Regions from separate parts of the Macaca mulatta genome. Here region 1 is linked to region 2. The links are chromatin contacts, called in public Micro-C maps. All regions are on one chromosome and are shown on one strand. The core of a region is the stretch at or near the end of the contact, and the rest is flanking DNA. Distances in the headings are between cores, read along the strand shown. Region 1 overlaps BCL2 (BCL2 apoptosis regulator). Region 2 holds the start of BCL2 (BCL2 apoptosis regulator).

Region 1 (6,184 bases), core at 1,288-3,787, 170 kb after region 2:
GTATTTGAGCTGAGTGTGGAGAGGTGTGCAAGAGGCAGAGTGGCATCCCAGCCTGAGGATGCATGTGAGCCGGGATCTGTAGAGGAACGAGGCTGTAGCTGATGCTGCCAGTAATCACATGGAGTTCAAGGCAAGCGGTGGGTGTGGGGAGAGGGGAGGCTGGAGGTGTGAGTTATCCTGTGGATAACAGGAGCCACTCAGGGCATTTGGATAAGAGAGAGGGATACAACTGCTTTGTGGGTCTAGCAGACCCCCTGGGAATACTCCAGAGGGAAGCCGAATGGGGCAAGATGAGGGAAGATCAGTTCGGAGCTCCTTGCCACTGTCTAGGTAAGCCATGCAGTGGGGTGAACAGAAGTGGTTTCAGTAAGATCGGAAAGAGGAGACATCCTAGGAGACTTATGTAAGGTGGGGATGACAGTGATGGTGTGTCCATAGGAAGAGAAGAGGAAGGAGCTGAGGATCACCCCAGTTTTTCTGCTAGGATGTAGGCTGAGGGCTGTCAAGGGGGCTGATTGGACCCTTAGAGGCAGATTTTGGGAAGGAGTAATCAGTTCCCTTTGTGCTGTGTTGAGTTTGATGTACCTGATGGCTATGCAGATCTATTTGGTTGCAAACTAGGGTTTGAGGCTCGAACGAGATTCAAGAGTCATCAGCCTAAAGGCTCCACAATAGGGTTGTAGCTTAACCTATTAAGCTTAACCTAGAAAGGTCTGTACTATTAAGACTTCATGAATGTCCCAAAATCCACATTCAGGCCTGCCCTTCCCAGAGTCATCATTGTCTTCTAGAAACCTACTTTGTCCTGTCTCAGCTGCCCCCCTCTGGACCCAGCATTGGCTTTTTGGAGTAGCCAGGTCTGTGTAGAGAATTCTGGATGGAGCATTCCAGGTGGGGACCTCATGGCTTAGTACAAGGTCTGATGTGCTTGCTGTTGGGTAGGAAATCCTGCCTTGATGAGTCTCAGGATTTGGCTGGCCACTCTGCCCTGGTGATTTCAAGAAATCCCTTCTGCTAACTCCAGAACTCTACTTCCAGGCCCATAGCTAATAGTATACAGGTATTGAGTTTCGTTTGAATTTTTTTTCTTTAAGAACTTACCTTGACTAATAATGTTAGAAAATAAGATCCTAAAATTAAAAATTATAGACTCTGCAAAAAGGGCTTTACTGGCTTCAAAGGTTTCACACAACTCTTTTTCATATATGCATTTCCTGTAAGCTCCTTGTAAATAAAGAAGGTACCTAGGAAAGGAAAATTGCCATCTCTGACAGTTCAGTGAAAAACTGAGAGAGGAATGAGAGGGAGTCATGACTGCATCTTAGCCCCTTTGCTGCCAGGCACTTCACAGAAGTCATTTCATCCTCCTGACCACTCTACAACTACAGCCTTTTATTTTCTCTGTTTTATGAATTCATAAATTTAGGCTCAGAGAAGTTAAAGAACTCATCCAACATGAGTTAGATTTAAGCATTGCAGAGAAGGAGAGGAGAACCGATAACTCGTTCAACTCACTGACGAAGCTAGTAATTTGCAGAGTTATGGTTCAAGCACAGATCTGTCTGATTCTAATGTTTGTGCTCTTTCCTCTCCAATGCTACTAGCATGGGTGAGATGTGAGCATTCTGGAGAGGGTGAAAAGTGAGAGGCAGAGGCAAAGGCTGAGTCAAATAGTTTTCTCAGATGAGAGAGACTGGGCAGGCAGTGGATATTCATGCAAGCAAGCTGGAGGCTGTCAGAAATCTGAGCTGAGGTTATGTGGATATACTTGCGTCTTGTCGTCTCTGCTGAAGGACCCATTATCAAATAGGTGGAAAATACAAAAATTGAAGATATGGTGAAGCATTATCACCTGATCAACCCGGCATCCTGCTATCATAGGTGGTGTACAATTTCACCCAACCCAAGTCATCATGTCTTCCAGGAGAAAAGGAGGCTCTAGTAGGCACTGAGGACAAGCACATGTGCTTGTTTTGCCTCCTGGGAATACTTGGTTGGCCCTTTATTTTTTAGTTGCAAGAAGATTTAGGAGTAGCACTCGGTATGTATGTTGATTGTTTGGCTTTGTACACAAATGTTAGAAAATTAAAGAATAGATTTGGTCATTGTCATGTCTGTTTGCCCTCACCAGACTTGACTTAGGTATGGTTCTTTAAAGTCTCAGGCATTTTAGAATAACTTTGGGGAAGGTATTTACAAATTAATTTTTAAAAAACTCTTTCATTTTAGAATTTTCTTAAAAGAGATATGTTTTTAAAATTTCAAATACCTAGAATTGGGCAAACGAGGTGTTGCCAAGTAGAGGCTCTGCTGAGCAAATAATGACCACATCAAAACACCAGCCCCAAGGAAGCAGGCTCTGATTCTGCTCCCAGAGCAGCACATTGGTGTGGTGTCAAATGCATGTTTCTAAAGAACTCAAACATTGTTTTCTCTTAGTTAGATAAACAAACTCCTTGATGTCTATTTATGACTAGTTGTTAGTGAGTCTCTTGGAAGTCATACAAAGCAGTAAGAACAAGATGTTTGCAGGTTGGCTTTGAGTAAAGACCCTCTGTTTTGATCAGGGTCTTGGATCCCCGACTCAATCCCCTACTTGAAGTTCTGAGAGTATTTCTCTGATTGTCATCCAAAACTGTCCTGCCAACTGCTGTAGATTAAATAGGTAGGGAGCAGCTACTAAGTTTCCTTCTTCCCTCCAGCAAAGGAGGCTGGCCATGAGATTTAGCCAATGAGCCCATTTAACTCTCTGTTTTCTAGCTCATTTATCCAAGGGTTCAGTGCACCACTGGAAACCTTCATATAACAGAAAGCCAGTGTTTGGGGGGCATTTGGTTTCAACTTGCTTGTGTTTGAACATTTATATTTATAATAATACTAATCTCTAAGGGACTCACATCACATTAAGAGCTTTATCTTAGGCTGCCAAGGAAACTAGCATGTACCCACATGACTGAGAACTATGAGAAATTGGGTTGGGCCTACAGAAAATTAATAAGCTCTGATTTTCATTTCAAGTATCTTTTCCATGAGATTGTGTTTTGAAACCCACAAAGTCAGGCCAAGCCATTAGCATTCCCTATGCATACCTTTATCCTCCCCCTCTAGCCTGTGCTGTTCCCTCCCCTCGCCCCCAGGCCCTCATCTGTGATGAGGGACTTGCCAGAGTGAACTCTCCCTTGTCTGAACCCTCTGAACCATCATGGCCACCCCTTCTGCCACCAGGACATTCTTGCTTGTATTGCTTGCTCCTGACCTCATAGAGGAGAGGAATAGTTGCATTTTTCTCTGAATCCACCCCAGGGTTTTGATCATGCCAGTCATGTTACAGATGCCCAGTAATTTCTGCTGGGTTAGATGTTAGTCAGTTGCAGGGTAGATTGGTGTTGGGGGAGGTAGCCTGGCAATAGGCAAAAAAGCAGCTTAGGGTCACCGCAGTCAGTGTGGAGAAGGGAATTTTGGGGGGAAATCTGGACAGATAAATTTGACCAATCTATGAGGCCAATTTATAGAAAAAAAACACAAGGAGGGGAAAATTTGTTTTAGTAATTAGAGAGATTAAAGAGAAGCAGGGAATGCCCCTGATTGCATTATAGAAGAGGAGACCAAGATGACTTCAGAAGTCATTTGTTGAAGGTACACAGAGAGCTCAGTGTGAAGAGTCCCATTTTCCTTCTCAGTGGAGGCACGGTTTAGTAACCTTTGAAGAGTGTTGCCTGTCATGCTAGAAAAATATGACAGGACTAGCCCAGTGGAGGTTGGAGACCCAATACCCCCTCTCACCCCCAAACCTGATAACTCATTCTTAAGCGTCAGATCTTATGTTACAGTCCAATATTTCTGGACATTTTTCTGCCAGAAGGTCTCCAGAATATGTTAGCTAAGCTTCAGCTTTAGAGGAATTCATATTTAAATCGACTTCTTTTTTCCTACGTGGAGACTGCTGGAATATCAGACTAAAACAGCTCACGGGAAGGCTGAGCAGAGTCTAATTCTAGAACTTGTGGCAGGCTCGTGGGACACAGGAAATACATAGAGGTGATGGTTTCACAGAGGAAGGGGAATGTCACTCCAGAGAAAACTGGAGGGAGCCAAGAAAATGTGGAGAGAAAGTGGGGAATGGTAACCTCAGATGCAGAGGGAAAGAAAAACAGGAGAAGATACACATAGCAATAAAAGAAGAAAAACCATCACAATGCCCGCTGAGCAAAAAAGTGATTTTTCTGCTTTTCTTCCAGCCCTCCTGGGCCCACAGCGATTGATGATAGGAGCAGAATGCATTCACCGGTGTCCACTCTTGAGCTGGGTGTTGCTGAAGAAGAGAAGAGAAATCTTAGCCGTCTTGCCACCAGATCACTCTCTTTCATTTTCAGGCTGACCCAAGCAAAATGGGGGAAAATTGCATCTGGACAAAGGAAGCTTCTCTTTCTGTACCTAAAAGCCTCATGTCAGGCCGGGCGCCGTGGCTCACGCCTGTAATCCTAGCACTATGGGAGGCCGAGTCAGGAGGATCACTTGATGTCAGGAGTTTGAGGCCAGCCTGGCCAACATGGTGAAACCCCATCTCTACAAAAAAATACAAACATTAGCCAGGCATGGTGGTGGGTGCCTATAATCCCAGCCATTCAGAAAGACTGAGGCAGGAGAATTGCTTGAACCCAGGAGGCAGAGGCTGCAGTGAGCCAAGATCGCACCACTGCACTCCAGCCTGGGTAACTGACAGAGGGAGACTCTGTCTCAAAATAAATAAATAAATAAATAAACGCCTCATGTCAGGAGAAACCTTTCTGTAGAGAGCCGTATAGTTAAGCACTGTGTTTGGTCCAAGCAAAAACTAGAGAAAGGGTTAGAAATCAGTATTATTGGTGACATCTCTCTTCTTCACTGTTAATCCTCTGCCGGTCACTGTCATAACAGTGTTATTTTTCAGGCCTGAAATGAAAATTGGTGATTCCATCAAGCAAAGAGTTTGAAAGGAAGGCTGGGTTACTGCATGGTTATTTGGACTCTCCCTGTAAATACGTGAATAGTTTCAGCTTCCCCTCACATGAGTTGAGGGTAGCAGAATGACATCTCGCTGGGCTAGAAGAGAAACAGAGACAGAACAAGCGAAAATTGTCTGGCACAAGCCAGCAGTTACAACTTATACGTACAGCCCGGGACCGGTATGGGTCTGTGGCCTGTTAGGAACCGGGCCGCACAGCAGGAGGTGAGCAGCTCGCGAGCATCACTGCCTGAGCTCCGGCTCCTGTCAGACCAGTGGCGACATTAGGTTTTCCTAGGAGCACAAACCCTATTGTGAACTGTGCACACGAGGGATCTAGGTTGTGCGCTCCTTATGGAAACCAAATGCCTGATAATCTGTGTTGGAACAGTTTCATCCCGAAATGATCCCCCACCCCATTCGTGGAAAAATTGTCCTCCACAAAACACATCTCTGGTGCCAAAAACATTGTGGACTTCTGACATAAATGAGCTTGGTTCTTTTCTCATCATGTAAACGTTATCAAAGAGATAGAGGTGTCAGCATAAGCACGTCGCTGCTCCATGCACACTTATGACTTAGTGGTTCCGGAAAGGCCCTTTAGCTGGGAGTCGCAGCTACATTTAGGGAGTCACGTGATTGAGTAGAAAGGCAGAATATTTTATGACAGAATTCTGGGTTTGAGTTCTGGTTTCATCATTGATTAACTAGGTGTCCTTGGAAAAGTTACGTATTCTTGGTCATCTGTGAAAGAGGGGTGACAGCACTAATAACTTCTCTGTGGCTTGTTGGGAGGACCACACCAGATGATATATACGGAAGCACTTTCTTAACAACAGCGTGCCATGTGAATATTTGTTTTTGTTTGTAATAGATACCTCTATAATAGTGAGAATGAGAAGGTTATTATTTCATCCTCACTGTTTGTTCACTGTTTTTATTTAACAACCGTTTTGGGTTTTTTTCCCCCTATTACATTCCAGGCAGCAGGCCAGAGGCCACGGAAATTCGTTGCCACTTCACAGTATCTCATTGCATCATTGAGAGGTTTACTCCTGATCAGCACCGAAAGACCATTTTTGGCCTTTAAAAATAAAAATGAAAGTCTAAGAGCCAGAAACATTAAGGATTAAGCTAATTTTTAAAATAACAAATGTTTTCTTATATTCTCTTCTCATTTATATGGTGCTGGTAATTTTT
Region 2 (6,550 bases), core at 1,256-3,755:
TTTGGCTTTTTAAAGAATGTTTTGATTTTATAGTAGGAATGAGACAAAGAAGATGTCAGGCCAGTGGCTCATGTCTATAATCCCAGCACTTTGGGACGCCGAGGCAGGCAGATCATAAGGTCAGGAGTTCGAGACCAGCCTGGCCAGTATGGTGAAATCCCGTCTCTACTAAAAATACAAAAATTAGAAGAGCGTGGTGATGTGCATGTGTAATCCCAGCTACTCAGGAGGCTGAGGCAGAATTGCTTGAGCCCGGGAGGCAGAGGTTGCAGTGAGCTGAGATCGCACCACTGCACTCCAGCCTCGGTGATGGGACAGAGCAAGACTCTGTCTCAAAAAAAAAAAAAAAAAAAAAAAAAAAAGATGTCAGAGCATATATGTACACATTATAGTACTCATTTGTCATCTTTCTTGACCACAATAATTCCGTGTCCCTATATATTTGCACTCAAACCCTATTAAGTAAGCCACTGTGCTTCTAGAAAACCTTTTTCTTTCTTTTCTTGGTGCTTTGTCAAAGACTCTTGGAGATAAAAATACACACGTGCAACTTGTTTGTCCTCTTGTCCTTTTTTGCTAGGGGCTATTCATGCTGATGAATTTAAAACTGTCTGCTTGCGAGTACACACGTCTGCGAGTGTGGATGTGTAAGTGTGTATCTACGTACCTCATTTGAGAAAGTGCGGCCACCTAGGATTGGCTACCAGGCAAAGGTGGAGACCTTTAGGAGCCCACCCACCCCAGCGTTAGGACGGTGGGCCTGAAAGTTACTATGTAGAACTCCTCATCGTGTAGCACTAAAGCAGTGCAAAACGTGTTAGGGACAGAGGAAAATCATTGACTTAAACTATCGTAAAGCCCTTGATAAACCCCTTCCCTGGCGCGCTGAGTTCTGCATGGCTTGGGCCACAGACTAAGTGTTCAGGTGGGCACGGGCGGGGATGCGCGCGCGTGTGTAGTGCGCGGACACCTAGGAAGCCACTTGAAAGTGAACACCACGCTCGGGGCTTCCCTAGACATTGCTTAAAATGTGCAGAGTCGCCTCTCTTCACGGCAGGGCAGCGCTGAGGTCCCACTGCTCGGGGCGCGGCATTGGCCTGGGTCTTCCCCAGGCGGCCGAGCGCTGGTAACACGGCGTGTGTGTGTGTGTGTAGGCGCGTGTACACACTCTATACACGGCTAGAAAGGGTCCAGGCGACACACACACTCCCACATACACGGCTAGAAAAGGTCCAGGCGACACACACACACACACACACTCCACACACACGGCTAGGAAGGGTCCAGGCAGTTCCCGGCGCTTTTCCAGCCCTTGTTTTCATGGCGCACCCTCCCGCCAGCAGCCCCCCTCCGCGCTCCGTCGCCCGCCCGGCCCGGCCGCGTGCGGTTCCCCGGGAGCCCCCACCCCGTCGTGGACCCCGGCGACCACCGAGTCCGCGCCCCGCCCGCCGCAGGCCTGAGCAGAAGGCCCCGCGCACACCCACCGCGCCGCGGCCGCGCGGGAGGCCTGCGCCGTCCGCGCCACCCACCGGCCGGGCCCCGCGGGCGCAGCTGAGCGGGCGGGTGGCCGGCCTGGGCGCGCCCTCCCCGTCCGCGGCCCCGCGCGCCATGTGCCCCCGGCTGGACGCGCCACTCCCGGGCCGGCCGCGGCGCCTTTAACCCGGGCCAGGGAGCGGGGCGGAGGGGGCGGTCGGGTGGCTCAGAGGAGGGCTCTTTCTTTCTTCTTTTTTTGAATGAACCGTGTGACGTTACGCACAGGAAACCGGTCGGGCTGTGCAGAGAATGAAGTAAGAGGACAGGCACCCCCGCCCCGCGCCCGCCCCCTTCCTCCCGCGCCCGCCCCTCCGCGCCGTCCGCCCGCCCGCCGCGCTCCCGCCCGCCGCTCTCCGTGGCCCCGCCGCGCTGCCGCCGCCGCCGCTGCCAGCGAAGGTGCAGGGGCGCCGGGCCCTCCCCGCCCGCGGCCGTCAGCGCTCGGAGCGGGCTGCGCGGCGGGAGCTCCGGGAGGCGGCCGCCGCCAGCGCCGCCGCGCAGGAGCAGGAGGAGGAGAAAGGGTGCGCAGCCCGGAGGCGGGGTGCGCCGGTGGGGTGCAGCGGAAGAGGGGGTCCAGGGGGGAGAACTTCGTAGCAGTCATCCTTTTTAGGAAAAGAGGGAAAAAATAAAACCCTCCCCCACCACCTCCTTCTCCCCACCCCTCGCAGCACCACACACAGCGCGGGCTTCTAGCGCTCGGCACCGGCGGGCCAGGCGAGTCCTGCCTTCATTTATCCAGCAGCTTTTCGGAAAACGCATTTGCTGTTCGGAGTTTAATCAGAAGAGGATTCCTGCCCCCGTTCTCGGCTCCTTCAGCGTTCCCCCTCCCCTGTCTCTCTCCTGGGGAGGCGTGAAGCGGTCCCGTGGATAGAGATTCATGCCTGTGCCCGCGCGTGTGTGCGCGCGTGTAAATTGCCGAGAAGGGGAAAACATCACAGGACTTCTGCGAATACTGGACTGAAAATTGTAATTCATCTGCCGCCGCCGCTGCCTTTTTTTCTCGAGCTCTTGAGATCTCCGGTTGGGATTCCTGTGGATTGACATTTCTGTGAAGCAGAAGTCTGGGAATCGATCTGGAAATCCTCCTAATTTTTACTCCCTCTCCCCCTCGACTCCTGATTCATTGGGAAGTTTCAAAGCAGCTATAACCGAAGAGTGCTGAGGATTGATGGGATCGTTGCCTTATGCATTTGTTTTGGTTTTACAAAAAAGGAAACTTGACAGAGGATCATGCTGTTCTTAAAAAATACAAGTAAGTTCTCTGCACAGGAAATTGGTTTAATGTAACTTTCAATGGAAACATTTGAGATTTTTTACTTAGCGTGCATTCGAGTAAATTTAATTTCCAGGCAGTTTAATACATTCTTTTTAGCCGTGTTACTTGTAGTGTGTATGCCCTGCTTTCACTCTGTGTATACAGGGAAATGCACCTGATTTTTTACTTATTAGTTTGTTTTTTCTTTAACCTTTCAGCATCACGGAGGAAGTAGACTGATATTAACAATACTTACTAATAATAACGTGCCTCATGAAATAAAGACCCGAAAGGAATTGAAATAAAAATTTCCTGCATCTCATGCCAAGGGGGAAACACCAGAATCAAGTGTTCCGCGTGACTGAAGACACCCCCTCGTCCAAGAATGCAAAGCACAGCCAATAAAATAGCTGGATTATAACTCCTCTTCTTTCTTTGGGGGCCGTGGGGTGGGAGCTGGGGCGAGAGGTGCCGTTGGCCCCTGCTGCATTTCCTCTGGGAAGGATGGCGCACGCTGGGAGAACAGGGTACGATAACCGGGAGATAGTGATGAAGTACATCCACTATAAGCTGTCGCAGAGGGGCTACGAGTGGGATGCGGGGGATGTGGGCGCGGCGACCCCTGGGGCCGCCCCCGCACCGGGCATCTTCTCCTCCCAGCCCGGGCACACGCCCCATCCCGCCGCGTCCCGGGACCCGGTCGCCAGGACCTCGCCGCTGCCGACCCCGGCTGCCCCCGCCGCCGCCGCCGCCGCGGGGCCTGCGCTCAGCCCGGTGCCACCTGTGGTCCACCTGACCCTCCGCCAGGCCGGTGACGACTTCTCCCGCCGCTACCGCCGCGACTTCGCCGAGATGTCCAGCCAGCTGCACCTGACGCCCTTCACCGCGCGGGGACGCTTTGCCACGGTGGTGGAGGAGCTCTTCAGGGACGGGGTGAACTGGGGGAGGATCGTGGCCTTCTTTGAGTTCGGTGGGGTCATGTGTGTGGAGAGCGTCAACCGGGAGATGTCGCCCCTGGTGGACAACATCGCCCTGTGGATGACTGAGTACCTGAACCGGCACCTGCACACCTGGATCCAGGATAACGGAGGCTGGGTAGGTGCACTTGGTGATGTGAGTCTGGGCTGGGGCCACAGGTTCGAGGTGCGGGGGTTGGAGTGCGGGTGGGCTCCTGGGGCAAGGGGAGGCTGTGGAGCCGGCGAAATAAAATCAGGGTTGTTGCTTCCCGGCGTCATTACCTCTTCCTCTGGATAAAGCGTTCCCTCCCCACCTGACCGATAACGCCTGCCATCTAAGTCTTTAACTTGCTTGCTAGTCGTGGAGATCCAAAGAGCCAGCGTTTGTAATCCAGTGGGATGTGGTGGTAAATGGTACCCCCTTCGGTGTTTCTCAAGCTGGAGGTCCAGGAGTCCCCAGGACCACCGTTTCCTGGCTTGAGCAGCTTGTTGGAACCAGAGGGAGGTTTCAGGGACTGCTTTTGAACCAGATGCCAGGTTGGGTCTTGACAGTCTGCATCCCAAACAAGCTCCTCTGAAACAAGCCCCTTGTACACTAAAATTTGAGAACAACCTAATTCGAAGAATAGACTCCACAGAAAACCAAGGGCATCATCACTCGGTAAAATTTTCTGAAAGAGGAAAACCAATGTAAGTCTTTTTCCCTGGAAAACTTAGTTGTGTTTGTAAAGAGCTAAGTTGACATTCCAAAGTCCTTGGACTGGAATCTCCAGTGTGTGCCATATTCCCAGTGGGCGTGATGAGGTGTCTTGAGGAGTATTAGGCTATGGCTTTGCTACCGTCAGTGACAGAATTTGCATCGGCTGCATTCTTTGTGTTCTATAATTTGTGTATGATTTACCAATTTGCTAGAATGCTAGAATCTTTTGTATTTCACAACCTAGAATCGACCTACTTTGGTGATCTCCTGAAAAAATTTGCATGTAGGTATCTATGTAAAATGTAGAAGAATTGATTCTTAGCTGTGGATTCTCCTGCCTTGACTTTAGTTGAAGTGATTGATACCTGTGGCTTTGAAGAACATTTGTGAGATGATCTTTTTCTGGTACTGTGCTAGACAGAGCTTTCGTCATTATACCATACAATTGGACTTTTCTGAGATTCTTTGCGGGGGGTGGTGGTGCAGCTCCTAAGAGTCAAGGATTGTAATGGAGATCTATATCTCATATCTAAAATGATGAATTTATGAAAAAGTATTCTTGTCTGAAGTTTTTTTTTTTGTTTGTTTTACACTTTTTGTTTTAATCTGAAGAGTTATCTTTGAAAAACAGGATGCAATTCAGTGCTTCCTCTTATAGCCTCTTGGGAGAATTACTAATGTCATTATTTTATAGGACATAACAGGAGCAAAAAGCCTAGAAATGACTGCAAGTGGATTAGATGTCAAGAAGCACACTACATGTTTTTATTACATTTTACAAAGTGTGCTCATATTAAGAGGCCAAATAGAGAAAAGGCCAAGAAAAGTAGATGATTGATGTGAACATCTGATCTTATTTGACCAAAGTTGACAAAATATTGATGCCACTGTTCGGTGTTTAAAAGTAAGATTAATTAAAATACCCCAATTTAAATTTCTAAAATTTAAATTTCTAAAATTTAAATGCTCTTCTCGAATTGTTTGTTGAGATCTCACATTATCAGATGTGAAAAGAATGTTTTTGTTAAATATTTGGTTAAGTAGGTGGTTTGATTTTTAATCACTATAACCAAAAGGGCTGGGACTTCCAGACTCCAAAAGGATCCTTTTAAACCAAAGTAAAACTGATTTAATAGTTTTGCTATTTCACATTTTTATGAAAAATTCACATTTAAAAATTTTCTTTCTAGTTGAAATAAATCCAACGTGGTAACTGGTATCTGTCTATCAAGTAAGTTAATAAAAACGTGGGAAACAGAGACACATGTTTATGATAGAAATTAAGATACAACCTTGATACTTGTTGCTGAATTTCAGTGTGTTACCATCTCATGTAACTGAAGTTTCTTTTTAAGTAAAGGCTCACTTTTTTCTTTTTTTGAAACAGAGTTTTCGTAGTAGACCTATCTTTGTGGTCAACAGGTATCTGAGGTTGATAAATGTAGAGGCTACATTTTATGATGCCAGACCACAAGGACACACCATAGAACATGATAAAAAATTTTTGACAAAACTGCTTCTAGTAAAAATAAATCATGTAGAAGCACAGATGGTTGATGGTAAAATATGTAATAGCTTTCAGAACAATGCATAGATGGTGACTATATAGGAAAACAACGGAATTTAGAGAAAAAAATACATATATGCCAGGAAATGCACTCATAGGACACTTTGGAATAAAAGTGGTAGTGTTTGAGAATGATAAATGATTGGCCTATCATTTCAAATGTGCATTATTAATCTAAAAGTCATTTAAGGCATTTGGCATACAGACAGATTTTCTTCAAATTTACGCCAATTGGGGTTACATCTCTAATAATATGTTGTATTTTATAGTGTAAAGTAGTCTTAATGGTAAAGCTTCAGAAGAGAGCTAGCATATTTTCTTGACATGTGACAATAATCTGCAGTGTCCCCAAGGCTCAGTGGATCAGCCCATCTCCCGAATACTACACTGAATACTCCTGGCTTTAGACTTCAAGTCATTTCTTTTGCTTTGCCGCTGCTCCTAGAAGATCAGAACCTTGTGAGGCTGAGGCAATCTGTTTGACTTTTGTGTTCCGTAACATGGAGAAATCAGGTCCTTGGAACGATCAGCCTCTGACAGAT

What was found. A called contact is a pair of places that touch in the nucleus more often than the background predicts.
Region 1: a Micro-C map of CD4 T cells shows a contact between it and region 2, with 8 times the contacts expected there. The contact joins the enhancer-like site here to the promoter of BCL2 in region 2. A contact is called at or near these places in 2 of 14 Hi-C or Micro-C datasets (CD4 T cells and fibroblasts).

What each region holds. Positions count from the first base shown.
Region 1 is chr18:17,739,719-17,745,902 of T2T-MMU8v2.0, forward strand. All of the region lies in intron 2 of BCL2 (BCL2 apoptosis regulator), which reads left to right. Among named protein-coding and RNA genes, the nearest start is that of BCL2, 170 kb to the left of the region's middle. Within about 2 kb of position 2,538, at least 5 of the 40 cell types and tissues checked have an H3K27ac peak or open chromatin away from gene starts, as enhancers often do. A contact at or near this core is called in CD4 T cells, where this site is marked.
Region 2 is chr18:17,569,649-17,576,198 of T2T-MMU8v2.0, forward strand. BCL2 (BCL2 apoptosis regulator) reads left to right here and starts at 2,506. Exons shown (of 3, transcript XM_028838050.2): 1 at 2,506-2,782; 2 at 3,004-3,880. The coding sequence starts at 3,290.